5 separate regions of the Mus musculus genome follow, and regions 1, 3, 4 and 5 are each linked to region 2. Evidence: chromatin contacts called from public Hi-C, HiChIP or PLAC-seq and promoter capture Hi-C data. All regions are on one chromosome and are shown on one strand. Each heading gives the region's core, a stretch centred on a gene start, on an enhancer-like site or on the middle of the called end of the contact. The rest is flanking DNA. Distances are from core to core; before and after follow the strand shown. Region 1 holds the start of Zfp933 (zinc finger protein 933). Region 2 holds the start of Tnfrsf1b (tumor necrosis factor receptor superfamily, member 1b). Region 3 holds the start of Miip (migration and invasion inhibitory protein). Region 4 holds the start of Mfn2 (mitofusin 2). Region 5 holds the start of 2510039O18Rik (RIKEN cDNA 2510039O18 gene).

What was found. Promoter capture Hi-C pulls out the DNA fragments that hold promoters and counts their contacts. Hi-C and Micro-C count contacts between places; a contact is called where the count stands out from the background. HiChIP or PLAC-seq counts read pairs in DNA pulled down with a chosen protein or histone mark.
Region 1: a Hi-C map of B cells shows a contact between it and region 2, with 6 read pairs. The contact joins the promoter of Zfp933 here to the promoter of Tnfrsf1b in region 2. A contact is called at or near these places in 1 of 39 promoter capture datasets (cranial neural crest) and 1 of 484 Hi-C or Micro-C datasets (B cells).
Region 3: an H3K4me3 HiChIP or PLAC-seq map of fetal liver shows a contact between it and region 2, with 8 times the contacts expected there. The contact joins the promoter of Miip here to the promoter of Tnfrsf1b in region 2. A contact is called at or near these places in 2 of 115 datasets of contacts at active chromatin or transcription factors (astrocytes and fetal liver).
Region 4: a contact with region 2 is called in a promoter capture Hi-C map of frontonasal cranial neural crest. The contact joins the promoter of Mfn2 here to the promoter of Tnfrsf1b in region 2. A contact is called at or near these places in 3 of 39 promoter capture datasets (cranial neural crest, frontonasal cranial neural crest and hippocampal neurons).
Region 5: a contact with region 2 is called in an H3K27ac HiChIP or PLAC-seq map of bone marrow-derived dendritic cells, with 4 times the contacts expected there. The contact joins the promoter of 2510039O18Rik here to the promoter of Tnfrsf1b in region 2. A contact is called at or near these places in 2 of 39 promoter capture datasets (cranial neural crest and second pharyngeal arch cranial neural crest) and 1 of 115 datasets of contacts at active chromatin or transcription factors (bone marrow-derived dendritic cells).

The regions. Positions count from the first base shown.
Region 1 is chr4:147,846,664-147,850,312 of GRCm38.p6, forward strand. Zfp933 (zinc finger protein 933) reads right to left here and starts at 1,755. Exons shown (of 4, transcript NM_198619.3): 1 at 1,615-1,755. The coding sequence starts at 1,617.
Region 2 is chr4:145,245,326-145,249,077 of GRCm38.p6, forward strand. It overlaps Tnfrsf1b (tumor necrosis factor receptor superfamily, member 1b), which reads right to left and starts at 1,545. Exons shown (of 10, transcript NM_011610.3): 1 at 1,399-1,545. The coding sequence starts at 1,476. Gm36233 (a long non-coding RNA gene) reads right to left here. Exons shown (of 3, transcript XR_001784499.2): 3 at 3,473-3,577.
Region 3 is chr4:147,866,846-147,870,259 of GRCm38.p6, forward strand. Miip (migration and invasion inhibitory protein) reads right to left here and starts at 1,874. Exons shown (of 10, transcript NM_001025365.2): 1 at 1,524-1,874. Fv1 (Friend virus susceptibility 1) reads left to right here and starts at 2,134. Exons shown (of 1, transcript NM_010244.3): 1 at 2,134-3,414. The coding sequence starts at 2,134.
Region 4 is chr4:147,902,876-147,906,278 of GRCm38.p6, forward strand. It overlaps Mfn2 (mitofusin 2), which reads right to left and starts at 2,034. Exons shown (of 19, transcript NM_133201.3): 1 at 1,783-2,034; 2 at 480-622.
Region 5 is chr4:147,938,911-147,942,437 of GRCm38.p6, forward strand. It overlaps 2510039O18Rik (RIKEN cDNA 2510039O18 gene), which reads left to right and starts at 1,985. Exons shown (of 3, transcript NM_029841.3): 1 at 1,985-3,147. The coding sequence starts at 2,115.

The DNA of each region.
Region 1 (3,649 bases), core at 505-3,004, 2.6 Mb after region 2:
CTTACAGGGGAAACACGGAAAGAAATGGGAGACTTCTATGAAGTCAGCAGAAACTATCATACAATGGGACAAACTCAGGAGGAGTCTATCAAATTCATGCTGGTCATAGGGAACACAGGATACATCAGGAACATTACTGAACAAGCCAACAGTGGACTTGGGACTAACAACCACAGCCCCACGTGGTGGCAAGAGTTGGGTTCTCAGGATCTGACACAACCTCTCCCCACAGGTCCTGGCTGCAGACCATTACCAGCTTTCCCAAGCATATATCCTTGCTTTAGAGAAGGAGCTCTGTATAAATGATTTTATTCACCTGAGGTAACTGTCTTCTCTGAGGCTTACTGACTCAGCCTATTTACCTAGCCTAGTCCTGAAGGTTTCTAGTCTCTGGACAATCCCAGCTTCAGAGATTTACTGCTGAATAAGCTCGCCTTTCCTAGATTTTCCTGAACTCTTGCTGGCTGGTCAACTCAGCTGTTCTGACTCAAAACTCCTCTCCACACTGACTAATTCAAAATCTTTCTCTCTCTCTCTCTCTCTCTCTCTCTCTCTCTCTCTCTCTCCCCACCCCCCCCCATCACATGGAAAGCCTTACTTGAAAAAAAAAAAAAAAAACAGCCCTCAACACTACAGAGTTGTTCCTTTGCAAGAAATTGACAACAGTGTAGTCTTGCTCATGTTGCAATCTCTCTCTCTCTCTCTCTCTCTCTCTCTCTCTCTCTCTCTCTCTCTCTCTCTCTCTCTCTCTCTTGCTCTCTTCTCACTTTCTCTTTTTCTCCTATTCTCTCTGTCCCCTGCCTGCTTTCTCTTTCTCTGCCTCCCTCTCTCACCATGGTAACTTCCTTGACCTCGGTCCTTGGGGCCAGTGAACAAGAGCGGCTTCCCAATAAACTGACATTTAATATAATCCAAGCTGGCTTGAACTGGCTCATTTGAGCAGCAGAGAACAAATAACTTATCAATGGGAATGGCCTAGCAGCTGGTTGTAAATCTGGTTTGTCTCCTTTGTTCTGCTCTTCAGCCATATTTCTGGACAATCCTAGTGAACAAAAATGTGTATCCTAGCATCCTATCTAACAGACATGGTTAGCATAGTACCCATCTGTAGGGTGTTTTAGATGGCATCCTCACTTATCTAAATTCTATGTGGTGTGACTTACCCTCTCCTAAGCACTGCAATTCCTTTACATCATAAATCCTATTCTTCTACATCACAGATTAACATTGTAGTGTTACCCAACACGTGAGACACCTTTTACAACCGCCACAAAATGAACTCCAAATGGACCTTACAACTAAACGTTAAATGCTAAAGGAAAAAAGTTGTAGAAGATACTGTGAGAAACCAGGTCTCTTCGAGTTTGGCATCTTGCCAAGGATGATCCTGCACACAAGTCCTTACTCCAAATGCTTGGCGCAGAAGCAGTCCGGATAGTGACGTTATTCAGAGCCCACTACCGGGTCCAGGGAATGACTAGAACTAAAACAGACCCCACAGGTGGCCACATCTGGCCTCCGCTTACCACCCAGTCCCGAGGAGAACCCACCACACCAGCTCCCCAGGTTCATCCGCCTGCTCCTCCCCGATATGGGCAGTGACCCTGTACTCACCATGTCGAGACTTAGGACCTTGCCTGAGCGTCCCTCAGACCACCCACTACTAACTTCCCCTTCTTCCTCCTGAAATCAAGGTGGAGAGCTTGCATCTGTAATTCTCAAAATTAACCTGGAAGCCTCCTCTGCCCCGGAACTACGTAAGTTCCTGGAATGCTGGGAATTGTAGTTCTTTGGAAATAACAAAGGCTCATGGGAAAGTACGGTGGTCTAGTTGAATATCTAAAAAGAAACCGCTGTAACACGTGACTGAGGCCGTTCGCGCTGGCAAATTCCGGGGGAATTTTACTGACCCAGGTCTGTCTCTTGGTCAGTATTTAATATTTAATAAATGCCTGCTTTAAATTTGGTTCAAAATTGTTGAGTTGGTCTATTTCCAGCAAAAATCAGGATTAGCGTACAGAGGTTCATAGGACGATAACTCTACCCCACAGTCTCTCTTCAATACGTACACTGGAGAGTGAGCTGAGCTGCCGAGGGCACTGAGTGCCCTAGCTCCAGATTTTTACATCTGGCAACCAAAGTAGAATCCTCACAGAAACAAGCAGTCTCTAGTAGAAGCTAAGATAAGCAGTTAGCCAGAGGGGGTTCCAGCACAAACAGGTTGAGATAAGTTAGCAAGGATATCCTGACCTTGGGTTCCTAGAAGTGGAGTTGAGTAATTTTCCTAGAATTCTTGATCAAGGAAATCAAATTCTAGTTAAACCTGAAATGGCCTCAGCGACAATACATGATGGAGGAGTGATGGGGTCTCTGTCCAGCATCAAGAACGAGAAATGAAGGCAGACATGGTTTAGCATAGGTAGAGGGATCGCTTGACCTTGAGGCCAACTTGATCTATAGAGAGAATTCTAGAACAGCCAGGACTGCAGAAAGGAACCTTGTAGTGCCAGCCTGTGGAAGAGTCAAGGCTTGGCCAAAGTGTGAATGACTTTACTGGCTTCCTGTGAAATCATGGTAGTCGCATGGAAGGTTGTACGCTGGACATTATAACTAGGAAATGTCTGCAATGGGGGAGATGTGGAGACCCTCCTCAGCTCTTCCTTCCTGTGCTCTAGCCTGTTCTAAACTCAAGATCGTCCCATAAAAGATAAGCCACTGAGTTCATCCTTGTTGAACATTCCCCAGGCTTTTTGCCTTTGCCTCTCTGTGAACACATGGAGGATGCATCTTCTTACCTTTTTAGGACTCAGAGTTCTGTCCATAGAGAGGAAGAAGGGCTGTGGGTGACCAGGGATTTCCCTGTGGCCAGCACCTGAGGGCTGAGGATGGCTTCCTAGGATGGCTGAAACTGCAATTGTCCCAGGAATCACAAGCTTGGAGAAGGAAAAAGGCTGCCATTCCTCGGGGCAGAAATTAGAATCGGAGAGTTCTGACTGGTCAGTCCTCCTTGCAGGAGAGACTGGGTTGGAAGTGATAGGCTAGTTTAGCAGCATATGATGGTACATGCCTTTAACTCCAGCACTATGAAACAGTGGTAGCAGATCACTCACTCAGGTTGAGGCCAGTCTGGTCCCCAGAACTAATTCTAGAACAACCTGGAACAAATTCTAGGGATACAAAGGGAAAGAAACCCTGGAGAGAGAGAGAGAGGGAGAGGGAGAGGAAGAGAGAGAGAGAGAGAGAGAGAGAGAATATGATGGGCCAGTGATAAACAGGACCACATTTGACAGAACTCACTTGACAGAGCTCACTTTCTACTTTAATGTTAAACCTCATGTCAAGACCCAGAAGATGGAGTAGGAGAGGGGGTGGGGGGGTGCCTCACTGCCCAGCTCAATATCTTTTTTGAAATACTCATTTTTATTTATATGCATACCTCCATGTAAATATATGGTGTGTGGATGTGTGTGTGTGTGTGTGTGTGTGTGTGTGTGTGTGGCCTCTGAGGCTACCTGGACTTACAGGCAATTGTGAACTGCCCAGTGGATGCACTGAGAACCAGATAGATTCAGGTCCTCCGGAAGAGCAAGAAGAGCTCTTTAACTGCTGGGCCATCTCTTCTGCCTCCTCACATCGATATCTTATCTGC
Region 2 (3,752 bases), core at 295-2,794:
AGGAAGGGTTCTGCCTCCACCACTAGGAGCTACAAAGGCTTCCCAGATAGAGGTGTCTGGGCTTGAGCAAGGTCTCTCTGTCAAAGGAGGATTTGTGGGAGTTAGAACACAGGCAGACTAGCTAAGAGTCCACGCAACAGTAGTAGAAGGTCTAAGCTGACCTGGGACTGGTCAGGTATGGAAGGAAGTCTGAGGGAAACACCTTCAGCCAAACCACTGTGGATCCCACAAAGCCTTGCGTGTCCCATCCGGTACAGAAGCTCCTGTGCTCTGTCTGTCCCCAGGGACAGACCCCAGCTCAGTGCCCAAAGACCTATCCTTCCTTGGAGCTCAGAGCACAATCCCCACTCAGGCTCCTGACCACAACCATGCACATTCACACTCCGCCCTCAGAACTGGGACTGTCCTGACCCAGAGTCCATCCTTGACACCTCCCTGAGGACCTACACCCACCAAGGATGAGTCCATTCCTTTGCATCCCAGGACCATTGAATATCACCTCCGGACGCAACAGAAGCCACCTTCCACTCTACTCCCCTGCAGTCAGGTAAGCACACCCTGTCCATCAAGGTGGGCTCAGGAGGCAGAGAGCATACATGGAACCAAGCAAAGGCATGTCAGTGCAGCAAGCTCCCTTTAAATCCTTCAAAAAAGGTAATTTCTCTGAGCCTCCTCATTTTTCCGTACCTGTAATCTGCCTTTTTTTACCCTGTCTTCGATCAATGGAGGCAGGAAGGGGGGGGGAGGGGGGCAATGTGAATACCGGATACTGGGATCTTTAATCGGTCCATTTTCCCGAGGTTCCTTGGGGTAGCTGCCCTCTCTGCCACTACACTGAGAACATTCTGAAACGTCCCCTGAACACAGCAAGGCGGATCCATGGAAGCAATCTAGTGACAGAGAAGTGACTCACTCCCCATCGGTCTCTTATACTAGGCGCTTACTTAGACTCCTGGCCCCGCCAACATCTAGTAATCCCAGGGTTTCTAAGAAAGAGACAGACCATGGCGCAGAGAAGGAAGTCTTCAGACGACACAACCCGCTCAAGCAATGGGGCAGTGGCCCTGGTCCTTCCCGCCTCGAGACCGCGGGACAGAAGGGATTTCGCAAGGATGAACAGTGTTCCTGAGCCCTGCTGGGTGTTATTCGAGCCCTGATCAAGCTCGCGGAGAAAGCCACTGGGTATTTCTGGAACATAAGGCTGTCGGGAACCGAGTACCACCCCAGGATCCCAACGGGCCAGACCTCGGGTCCCCAGTGGGTCCCCAGAGGCGCGTGGCGCGTGTCTGCTGGGGACGTGATGGCCTCTCATGCTGTCCCGGAATTGTGCAGTAGCAGTAGCTGGAATGGGCACTTTGTGATGCGCAGCTGTCCCCCGTGACCCCAAGAGTCACCCACCTGGGCGGGCACTGTGTGCCCGGTGGCCCACAGCTGCAGTTCGAAGACCAGCGCGACCCAGAGGGCGGCGGGCGCCATAGGGGCAGCGGTGGCTCCCGCCCTTGTGCCTGGAGCTCTAGTGCCTCAGCTGCGCTCTAGCTGGTGACTGAAAGCGAAACCCTCAGGCCAGGAGCTAGGGCAGACCAGGGGGTGGGGGGAGGGCGGGAATGGGCGGGGCCGCGCCCTGAGGACACGCCTCTTTACACAGAGTCCTCGCCCCTCGCAGGACACCTCCACCTGTGATTCCCTGGCATCTCTGGGCCTCTTTCTCCAGCATCTCTTCCGGGAATGAATGCGCTTCTATCACTCCTTCCTCTTCGAGACACCCTTCCAGTGGTGGGGAAGAGACTGGCGCAGGTGTCCACTATATTCGTGACTGGGTGCCCTGATTGGGCCTCCCCCAGCTAATTTGTCACCATCAGCCCGTCCCAGATCTCATGGACTTCCTACTCTTCGTGGTAGGACATGGGGGGAAAGCAGTCCCAAAGTTGGCACCGCTCAGGAGAACCAAAGCCTTCTAGATAATTCACTCATTTAGACTCTAGAGCCAGGCTAACTCCACATGAATGTTTGCATCTTCTCATGGAGCTTATTAATATGAGCTATATAATATGGCTCCTATAATGTGCAGCATATGTCTGCTTACTCGGAGTGTACAGGCATAGTATAAGCAGCATTGCATAGGTATAGCTCTTTTTAATATGTTTCATTTTTTCCTTAAACATACTTGGAACCCTAAGTAAGAGCAGTCCTCTTTTTCTGAGTTCTCTTGGCTGATAGGTAAACAGAAATCGAGGAAGAAAACCATCCAGAAAGTCTTGCTTCCTAGAACTGACCTCATCAGCAAGCTCCCAAGGACAGTGCATATCCCTACAGCCCTGAATATGGAGTATTTGGAGAGGTAGGGTGGGTAGGGAGGCAGGCAACTATTCTGTCCCTCCTCATGGACACATACACTCTTACTGTAGGCTGATTGAGATACTGAGAGACCCGCAGCCACTGGCCCTTGTGAGGGCCACCTCAAGGACGGTACTTTTAGGTGCTGGGGGAGAAACTGGGAAGTGACCCTTGGGAGGATGGAAAATCCCACCTGCTGGTCAGGAGCCTGGGAAATCACCTGGTTCTCACATGTTTCTGAGACATAGGTCTCAGCTCAAAACCTCAACCCTGAAGAGGGGTAGCCACTGAGCAGGCAGGGAGGGTTCTGGTCTTTAAGCCTCCTGTGGAAGACATGTGGAGGAGGTGCTCTGGTCTATCTGAGAAAGCTGAAAGCCAGTGTCACCTGTCAGAAGCAAGATTCAGTGGTCTGCCCTGGATTCTGCCCAGTGGGTCCAATTTACTCATTCTCTCCAGGCAGGTAACAATGCCACCAAGAATCACATGTGGGAGACCATAGGCTGGTTCCTAACTTAGTCTGTATTCTGCGGTTCAGCATCACACATGTCATACACTTTGAAGAGAACGGGGTGACTTCGTTTCATGGTTCTCATCCAACGTTAATGGAACATAGCTGACGATAGCCTTGGTGGCAAAAACTACATAGTAAGAGATACGGATGGTGTGTGTGTGTGTGTGTGTGTGTGTGTGTGTGTGTGTGTGTGTGTGTGTTTGTGTGTGTGTTTGTGTTTCTCTTTTTCTTCTTATAAAGCCGCCAATAGCAATCACAGCAGCTCTACCCTGATGATTTTTTAAAATGCTACTTACGATATAGCATCAGCTGTTATTCTGTGAAAATAGTACAGCCTGACAGCCCACCTCCACCCCCCAACCCCCCCCCCCGCCCAATCCCTGACAGCTAACTTAGCACCTGTGCAGGTGCCTTGCAAATCTTCACCAGGGATCACTTGCTATTCACACTGATAACACTTAGTAGTTGTGAAACCAGCAGTTACTGGAAGACTACTCAGGGTCAGCAACATATGTCTGCTGGTACATGTGGTCTTGCAGGAGCAGGGGTGGGGGGAGATGAAGTTTTATAGGACCTTTCACAGCTAGGAGGGAGTAGTGTTGTTTCAAACCCAGTTTAGTTACCTTCAAAGTCAAGGAGCTCCTACACAGCCCAGTCACTGTTCACTCTGTCACATTATATACTCCTCTAGGACACAGGTACACCATCCTGTTCTGGCTATTCCCTTGGTGCCTAGGGAACACACAATAAGGACAGCTCAATAAAATGGAAGTGAGTGAGGACTTCTGCTAAGTATACACAAGAGACAATAAAGAGATGAATATTAACCAGACGTGGTGGTGCATGCCTTTAATTCCAGCACTAGGGAGGAAGATCTCAGAGAGTTCAAGGCCAGCTTGATGTATAT
Region 3 (3,414 bases), core at 624-3,123, 2.6 Mb after region 2:
GCTATTGTGCAGGGCAGGGGAGTTCGACCCTGAGTGGTGACAGTTAGGGGGCTTTTAACAGCTAGCTGAGGAATTGGGAGGAGTTGGGAGGAGAGTTGATAGGAGTTAGGAAGAGTTGGGAGGAGAGTTGGGAGGAGTTAGGAAGAGTTGGGAGGAGTTGGGAGGAGAGTTGGGAGGAGTTAGGAAGAGTTAGGAGGAGTTAGGAAGAGTTGGGAGGAGTTGGGAGGAGAGTTGGGAGGAGTTAGGAAGAGTTGGGAGGAGTTCTCTTCCGGGTGTCCTTGGTGAAATTTACAAGGCAGGAGTGGGGAGTGAGTTCTTTCTGAATTTTTATCTCCGTGTCATTGGCACAGGAAGGTAGGCATCTCTGGTTGTAAAGTATAGAAACAAAAAGGCTTTTTGCTGGCTATAGAGAACAAAGAGCTTTTTTCTGGCTGCATTTTTAGAGATCAGGGAAAACAAGCTTGGGGAACGTCTAGGGGCTTTACCTTCCAGGGAGAAACGCTCTAAGTCGGGGTCTCATACTATCTGGAGCTGGCACTGAACCCAGAACTGGAAGCATTAAGCCTTTTTCTCTGCCACAAGTCTTCTCCTGGTCAATTCATTTCTTTGCTTTTCTTTCTTTCTTTCTTCCTTTCTTTAATTTGCATGTATATCCCAAGGTCACACAGCTACTAAATGTCAAAAGCAGGGTTTGAACCAAAATGTAGGTTCCTGCTTGTTGTGCAGTGGCTACTTCCCCTGACTTTCAAACTTCTCCCTGATGGTGGGAGGAGAGAATCTCTTCAGAAGGCTGCAAATTCCTAGAGCTCCCTCCACAAGGTTGATTTAAACTATGTCCAGGGGAGAGCATTCTCAGATGGAGCTGCCTGAAAGCTGCGCGGGGGTGGATCAGAACCCGTGCTCGGTGGGACTGTCAGTGATGTAGCTGCCTTTGGGTCATGACCCCAATACGTACACTCCTTGGTTCACCCAGCCACACTTGGGTGGAATCGTTTCTCTGTTCTGTTGGCTGTGCTCTGGGGCAAATAAACCTTTGTTGACACATGACTCCCTATGAAGGGTCTGCACGGAGGAAAGCATGGCCCTGACTGGGACACAAACCCCACCCCCACCCCTTCTCCGGCCAGCTTTGGTCCTCAAAAATTATACTCAGGGGCTCTCTCTCTCTCTCTCTCTCTCTCTCTCTCTCTTTCTCAAAGATTTATTTATTTGTTCGGACACACCAGAAGAAGGCGTAGGATTCCATTACTGATGGTTGTGAGCCACCATGTGGTTGCTGGGAATTGAACTCAGTGGTTAAGAGCACTGAGCCGTCTCTCCAGACACTTTCTTTTGCTTCTGGAAGAGATGTCTGCAATATAAAGAAGCACTTCCCACTTCTCTTACAACCCCAGCCCAGACTCCTCCAGCCGAATCAGACCCCCCTATCCTTCCCAGCCCTGCCACCCTACAGGCCCCTGGAGACTTGGGTTTCGGAGCAGGCTGCAGGGGGCGAGCAGAGAAGACCCCAGCATCTCACTCACGCGCACTCAGGCAGGGTGCACACCGGGGCCTAGGCGCTTGCCCCTTCTCTACCGGTCTAGCGGGACGAAGGCACGCCTCTGTGGTCCCGAGATCAGCGGCTGCCATGGATAAAAGGACGCCAACGCTCTCCGCCCGAAAGCCCAGATTCCCAGCAGCCGGGGAATCCGCCTCCAGCAGGGGCGGAACCTCCAGTGGTTGTCCTAATTGGCTAAGGCTGGGGCGGGGCCTCCGCCGCTGTCCTGCTCGGCCAATTGACAGTGCCAGGACGCCTTATATTTGTTTCTTCGCATCCGGAAGCGGCAGTTTCAATATGGAAAGGAGGGGCTAATGGGACCTCATTGCTGATTGGTTAACTGTTAATGCTAATTCTACCAATTCAAATTGAGGACAGGCTCTGGTTGGTCAGTAGTACTCGGTTACGCAATTTCCGGATGTAAAGTCTCTAATGGCAGTGGATAGGTGGGGCTAGAGACTCCGGCAACTTTGACCTTTTCACGCGGACCCCACACTAGCAACTCCCCAGAGTGCTTTTGCCAGGGACGAACTGGAATTTGGATCCGAGGCTTGTAGGACGCAGTAGCCGAGTTCTAGGGAAACAAAAGTCTGAAGATGAATTTCCCACGTGCGCTTGCTGGTTTCTCGAGCTGGCTCTTCAAACCTGAACTTGCCGAGGACTCTCCGGATAATGACTCTCCGGATAATGACACTGTTAACCCATGGCGTGAGCTGCTGCAGAAGATAAATGTGGCCGATCTCCCCGATTCATCCTTTTCGAGCGGTAAGGAACTTAATGACTCTGTGTACCATACTTTTGAACATTTCTGCAAGATTAGGGACTATGACGCAGTTGGCGAGCTGCTTCTGGCATTTCTGGATAAAGTAACAAAGGAAAGGGACCAATTCAGAGATGAAATTTCCCAGCTCCGAATGCACATAAATGATCTAAAGGCTTCTAAGTGTGTCCTGGGGGAGACTCTTCTTTCCTACCGCCACAGGATTGAAGTTGGGGAAAAACAGACTGAAGCCCTCATTGTGAGGTTAGCTGATGTGCAATCCCAGGTCATGTGTCAGCCTGCCCGGAAAGTGTCTGCAGATAAGGTGAGGGCACTGATTGGTAAAGAATGGGATCCGGTAACCTGGGATGGAGATGTGTGGGAGGACATAGATTCTGAAGGGTCTGAGGAAGCTGAGTTGCCCACTGTCTTGGCCTCTCCATCCTTGTCTGAGGAAAGTGGTTATGCCTTGTCTAAAGAACGCACCCAGCAGGACAAAGCAGATGCCCCTCAGATCCAGTCTTCAACATCCTTAGTTACTTCTGAACCTGTCACCAGACCCAAGTCTCTGTCTGACCTTACAAGTCAGAAACACCGCCATACTAATCATGAACTCAATTCACTTGCTCACTCAAATCGCCAAAAGGCAAAGGAACATGCTAGGAAATGGATTTTAAGGGTGTGGGATAATGGTGGGAGGCTCACAATACTGGATCAGATTGAATTTCTCAGTTTAGGTCCTTTGAGCCTTGATAGTGAGTTTAATGTCATAGCCCGCACTGTTGAAGATAATGGTGTGAAGAGTTTGTTTGATTGGTTGGCTGAAGCATGGGTCCAGAGATGGCCTACTACAAGAGAGCTGCAGTCGCCTGACACCCTGGAGTGGTATTCTATTGAGGATGGGATTGAAAGGCTTAGGGAACTTGGAATGATAGAGTGGCTTTGTGTAAAAGCTACTTGTCCACAGTGGAGGGGCCCGGAAGATGTACCCATCACGAGAGCTATGAGGATAACTTTTGTCCGGGAAACTAGAGAGACTTGGAAGAGCTTTGTATTTAGCCTCCTCTGTATAAAGGACATAACAGTGGGGAGCGTGGCTGCTCAGTTGCATGATCTA
Region 4 (3,403 bases), core at 784-3,283, 2.7 Mb after region 2:
CAAGGTGCCTGGATCTCAGGTGTGGCTCCCTGAATCCACACCACCTCCTTACCCAGTTTATATGCAGCAACTCCTAGCAGAGAAAACAAAACGGGTCCAGAGATCGTCTGTTGTACAACTGGAACAGAGGAGAAGCTGAGAAATTGAAACGAAAGAGTACAGAGGGTAAAGGGCACAGCAGACTCTTGGAGCCATGATAAGAATCCAACCCCTGCCAAGCAGAGACGGAAAGGAGCCAGCACAGGGACAAACAAACAAGGAGGAGAGGGACAGATCCTGGCCATGCTTTGAACTGTCAACCAGTGAAATCCCCGTGGAAGCAGAAAGGAGATACAGCAGCTCCTTCCGACACAAGTTGGAAGCCACGAGCTCTGTGCTCCAGGATCCACTCCGAGAGACTCGCCAGCCGAGAGCCAGCAGAACACACCCTTTTGCTCTTCATCTAGATCCATGGTGGCCAAACCACAGCTCTCACTTACTTTCTAGCTGGTAAGAGACCTTCACAGGTTGGGCATCGTGGACATGGCTGGAGTCAGAAAGATGAAAAGGACTCGAGGTCTCCTCTGTGCTGATTCAGGTCCAGGTTGGCCCCTGATGGTGTTGACTCCACCTGTCCAAGCTTCTGGAAAGGAAAAAGGCAGAGGTCACTGGGCCACCAGGAAAGAAAATGCAAAATATGTTTAATCAGGTGTTAAAGCCAAACTAACTCATCCCTGAGGGAAGCTTACTCATTGCGGTGTTGAGGAAGCAGGTGAGGAAGTGTGTGTGTGGAGGGGGAGGAGACAATAACAATGACAATGAGACAAACACATTAGCCGTGTGCTAATATATTAAGCCATGTGCTAATGCAAGGCACCAAAGAGGTCCTCGCTAAGACACAGCCAGAGAGAGAAGGGAGCTGAATCAGGCCAAGGCCTGGCCTTCAGGACTGGGGAACTGCCAACTAGAAGTGGAAGGGGAGTGGAGAGGAGAGGAAGAAAAATAGACCTGACAAAGGCCAGAGTATCCCTGCTACTGTAAAGTCTCTCCTTCCATTCTCAAGTCTATGGAGCAAACTTGGTCTCTACAGTACTAGGAAGATGTATAGAGCCAAGCAGCCAAGCTAGACACCAAACTACACTAGCTGTGACTCCAAAGCTCACTTGTGTTTTCCTACCTAAGACAAAAAGGGGACAATCAAGAGTCCTTTTCTGACGAAGGGAGAGATGATTGGCAAAGCTAGAAAACAGGATAGAAAAGTACTACAAGAGATGGAGGCCAGTAGTGTTGCCTTTCTCCTTCCAAACAGCTATCTTTTTCAGTATTCACTGTGGCCTTTCAATGTGTTAGGTGCTAGGGTCAGGGACGGATTAAGAATAGCTCCAACCCTCAGAGTCTTAACGGTGCAATGAAAAGGCATATAAGTAAAAAGACTTCCACCGTAAGTGGGGTACAGTGAACCGGGTGCTGAAAAAAAAAAAATGCTGGCAAAAAAAGAAAAGTACTGGATGAAAACCGGGAATGGGTCAGGGACCTTGAATGGAGATCACAGGGCTGAGACATCAGGGTGTGGGGAGCTGCGAGGAGGAGCCCACCTCCCAGCCTTCAGTCCGGTGGCCCGCCCCCTCCTCAGAGCCGAGCAGGGCTTGACGGCGAGGCCGCAGCAGGGGAAACGCCCGTGTGACCCGAGCCTGAGCCCGAGGCCCAGAGGCCCCAGAGGCCCAGCGTCCTAAGCCGGGTGGCTCAGGACTCTCCCGGCCCGGGCCTGCCGGTTCCACCACCCCGGCGCGCTCGCCCTCTCACCTTCACCTTCCCGGCCTCGCGGCGGCCATCACACCCAACACGTCACTAGCCGGCGCCACACCGAGAGAAGCGGGAGGGGAGGGGGCTGCGCTCGTCACTCGCCCCGCTGCAGCCCGGACGAGCCGATGGCCTCTGAACGCTGTCACCTCAACCTTACCACTCCTATACCACAGTGTCTAGGAACTCCGCGCTCCAAAAGGAGCCCCCGCGTGCCTGGTAACCGTCCCGTGTCTCGTGCAGATGACGTAAGCTGTAGGGTGGGGCTCCCAGCGCGTCATGGGAGTTGTAGTTTGGATCAGCGTCCGTCAGGGTGGGGTAGGGCGGAGCCTCGAGCTGTCAAGCAGGGGTTGGAGGGGTGGGAGAACGGGACGGGGGTTGGGGGAGGGGAGAGGGTGGACGGCGGGGAGGGGAGCGGGCAGGACACGACAAGGGTACCGATTAGAGGTTTGCGTGCGCCTTTTTTGTTGTTGCGCCTTTTTTGTTGTTGCTGCTCCAGAATTTGACCCTGTATAACACCTGTCAGTTTTGAAATCCAGACTCGCATTTCATAATCCGAGTGTCTTCAAAGGGAACAAACAGACCGTTAGGGTGAAGTAATTGTCCTTCAGTTGCCTTTGAGGCAACTAAACAGCAGCCACAACGCATCAGGCAGCTACTAGGTGACAGTCATTGCACTGGCTATCTAACATGCAGTTTTTAATTTTCACTCAGTCCCAGGACATTCAGGACATGATTATCCAACCTCACATGCCATTCACTGGCCCCTCATTTTGTTCCAAGAACTGGGATACTGCATTGGACCCCAAGCTGGGAGGGCTCCAAGCCTGGGCTCTGTAGTAACACCCACCAGCCACTTGTAGCTACTGAGACCCTGAAATGCAGCTGCTACAAACTGAGAAATGCCCCAATGTTTAATATAAAAAGAAATGCAAACTACCTTATTAGTAATTTTATATTGATGTGTTGTTATAGCTTTGGATAAACTGGGCTAAATGAAATACATTATCTTAATTAAATCGCCCCCCCCACCCCGTTTCTTCTTACTTCTAAAAGTAGAGCTAATAGTGGCGGTCACAAAAAAGGCTCAGTAGGTATAAATGGCTGCTACCAAGCCTGACAGCTTGAGTTCCATCTCCAGGAACCCACACGGTGGAAGGAAAGAACCTGCTCATAAAATGTTGTCCTCTAACCTCCGTACAAGAGCCAGGGCACGTGTACATCAACCACACACGATAAATGAATATGGTTGGGGCCTAGAGAGATGGCTTTTACAGAGGACCCAACACCTACATGTTAGCTCACATCGGTAACTACAATTCAGGGGATCCAGTGTCCTCTCTGTCTTCCAGGGGGAACCAGGCACACTTCTGATACACTTCCATACATGCAGGCAGCATCCCATACACATTAAATAAAAACAACAAGCCAAGTATTTAAAAGCAGATAATATGGCTAGCTGAATATTTTAACTGTGTCTGTGGCCCATGCGACCTTGCTTTTGTTTGTTTGGGGGCAGGCTTCCCACTATGTAGCCCAAACCAGCCTTGAATTGATGATCTTTTTACTCTGCCTCCCAAGGGCTAGGACTGTAGTCATCTCACTGACACACCTAGCTGCCATG
Region 5 (3,527 bases), core at 735-3,234, 2.7 Mb after region 2:
GTGCAATGGACTGTTAAAGGCACAGGACTCCAATTTAATAGGAAACTGCTGGACAACTTCAGGATGGGAAGTTGTCCACACACAAACATGCATGCGGTTTCCTCCTGTCATCCATTAAAAAGTGGAGCTGGAGAGATGGTTCAGCAGTTAAGAGACTGGCAACTCACACGTGCCTGTAACTCCAGGGATCCCATACCATCTTCTGATTTGGACATACAACAATGTGCACATAGAGGCGTCAGCTCTCTCCTTCTACCACATAGGTCCTAGGTACAGAACTTAGGTCATCACACTTGCTGGCGAATGCTTTTACCTGCTGAGCCATCTTGCCATTAGATTTTTATTTTAACTTTAAGGTTCTGGGAAATCACTAGTGCTAGAGGAATATTCTGTTCTGAGCTAATAGTCTGCTAAAAAAAAAAGTGTGGTTGTTTTAGTTTGTTTTGAAATATGGTCTCACTGTGTAGACAGGCTAGCCTTGAACTTAGTAAAATCTACCTGCCCCTGCCTCTTGAAGAGTCAGATTAAAGATATGTGTACAACAACTGGCTAAAATGTGCTACTGAGCTCTGGGGTGTTTGTTTGCTTGCTTGCTTGCTTTAGTTTTTCTTTTTCTTTCTTTTTTTTTACACTGTAGCTGTCTTCAGACATTCCAGGAAACGGCATCAGATTTCATTACGGATCCCACCATGTGGTTGCTGGGATTTGAACTCAGGACCTTTGGAAGAGCAGTCGGTGCTCTTAACCGCTGAGCCATCTCACCAGCCCACTTTAGTTTTTCAAGACAGGGTTTCTCTGTGTAGTCCTGGCTGTCCTGGAACTCTGTAGACCAGGCTGGTCTCCAACTCCGAGAATTACCTGCCCTGCCTCTTAAATGCTAAGACTAACAGCATGTGCCACCACTGCTGGGCTCTTAGCATTCATTTTTGTGTGAAAATAAAAATGGGTAAAAAGCTGGACAAATGCCTTTGATTCTAGGGACTGGGGATGCTGAGAAAGGATCTTTTGGGCCTAGGAATTGTTTGAAGTCCAGTCTGGACAACAAAGGAAAGATTCTGTCTCAAAGATAAATAAAAATAAAAATCAAATCAAAACAGGACGAGCATTCTTCCAATGCGACACTGGCTTGCCACCTCAGCATACAGTTTTCTGTCTGCCTACAACCCACTAGAAGCCACCTTAAGTGACCGTTCAATTGTCAACTGTGAATTTGCAACAGCCCGTCTGGCTCTGGATTGCCCAGAATCCAAAGTGAAAACAATCGCCCACTGTCTACCTAGAATTCAAAGTGGAAACAACCACCCCACTGTCTGCTCCAGTGCTCCCAATGAATTCCGCCCCCCTCGCCCTTCCCCCCATATGGATGCTCCGGGTCTTGTCAAAGTATGAGATCTTAATGTTTCGCGTTATTTAATGAGTTAAAACTCAAGATTGACATCAAGAAAACTACTTGCTGTGTTCAAGAAACAGGCTGGATTTATGTCCCACTCTGGTGTACTCGCAGCCAGGCAGGTTTGAAACGCTGCCAACAAAATATTTCCTAGGAAATAATTTTTCAGTGGCTACCCTTCCTCCTCCTCTTCCTTCCCTCCTCCCTCCACTTCATTCCTCCCTGTCTCCTTCCCTTCTTTCTTTCCTTCCATTTACCCCCATGTCTTTTCTTCATTCAGTTAAATATAGTTTACAGAAACAGTACGTTCTTATTTTTTAACTTTAGGGCTGTTGAAACCATCAGCAGCAAACGAGGCGCAGCACATGTTGGGTTTGGCTTGCTCTCTGACTTTCTTTTCTTGCTCTCTTTTTTCCAACAAGCCGTTTGGACTCCTGCCCACACTCTTCCCTTCCCCACCCCGCCCCTCAGTCCAGGCCCCGCCCCCAAGGAGACCCCGCCCCCTCTCCAAATCCCGCCCCTGGCCGCTTTTCCACCTTGTCGCAAAAGACTCAGCGACGCCTTACGGCCGGTGGCGTTTGACGTCTAGGAGGCAACCAAGAAGAAGGAGGAAGCGGTGAAGGTGTCTGCTGGGGTGGCTGCGGCGGGCGTTGAGGAGGGCGCGGCGACGCGGCCCGGGGAGTGAGCGGCGGCGGCCGGGCGGGCAGGTTGGGCGGCGGGCCCGATGTGGCTGCAGCAGCGCCTGAAGGGGCTGCCGGGGCTGCTGTCGAGCAGCTGGGCCCGCCGCCTCCTCTGCCTGCTCGGCCTCTTGGTGCTGCTCCTGTGGTTCGCGAGCTCCGGGGCGCGGCGGGCGGCGGGCGGCCTGCACCTGCCGTCCTGGGCCCGCAGCGAGCCGGGCGCCGCCGAGCCGTCTGCCTGTCTGGAGGCGGCCACCCGCGCGTGGCGCGGCCTGCGTGATCGCGGCGAGGCGGTGCCGCTTGGCCCCGGGGTGCCAGCCCTGGTGGCCAACGGCTTCCTGGCTCTGGACGCCTCCAACAACCGGCTGTGGGTGACGCCCGGAGAGCGGGAGCCTGCCGTGACGCCGGACTTCGTGCCCTTCGTGCAGCTACGCCCGCTGAATGTGGTGGCCGAGGCTGGAGAGGCGGTGCTGCTTCTGCGGGAGGGCCTGCTGCGCCGAGTGCGCTGCCTGCAGCTGGGGACCCCGGGCTCGGGCCCTGCCGCTGGTGTCCCCGGGCCCGCCTCGGCCTCCGGGCTCTCCGCGGGGTCGGGCCGGGACTGCGTGCTACTGCAGGAGGACTTCCTGGCGCACCGAGGCCGACCCCACGTCTATCTGCAGCGCATCCAGCTCAACAATCCCACGGAGCGCGTGGCCGCGTTGCAGACTGTGGGGCCCACCGCAGGCCCAGTCCCCAAATCCTTCACCAGCACCCTGGAGAAGGTCGGAGATCACCAGTTTCTCCTCTACTCGGGCCGGTCCACACCCCTTCCATCGGGGCTGGTGCACTTGGTCGTGGTGACCTCTAAGAAGTTAGTGAACAGGCTCCAGGTGGCTCCCAAGACACAGCTGGACGAGACGGTGCTGTGGGTGGTGCACATCTCTGGTCCCATCCACCCCCAGGTGCTCAAAAGCAAAGGAGCCAAGGAGCTCAAGGCGCTGCAGGACTTAGCACGGAAGGAGATGCTGGAGCTGTTGGAGATGCCCGCCTCGGAGCTGCTTCAGGATCACCAGTACCTCTGGGCCCAGCTCTTCAGTCCCGGTGAGGCCTCGTTGCGGGCTTGGTGCCCAGCCACCACTTGACGTCCGTGTGCATACTGTCCACTTTAGTGGTGTCCCCCCATGCTCGGTGGTGGTCACACAGAGGGTTGCAACTTGGCCTTGATGTTCAACGGTTGGCTCTTCTTAAACACTTTGAAGCTATATGATCTTGGCTCTGTGGTCTTAGCTTTTTGAGCCATAACAGTAAGTTTTATAAGGTTTTAGTGGAGGTTTGAGTGTACACGTTCAGTTTTATTGTCTGTTCTTGGCCTTGAGGCCTGACCTGAGCTGGTGGAGGGGTTTGGTTTGTGAGGGGGAGAGAGTCAGTTTGTAAAGAAGAAACCATCAGGGAGATGCAGAGGCACTCTGTTTTGGCCACCG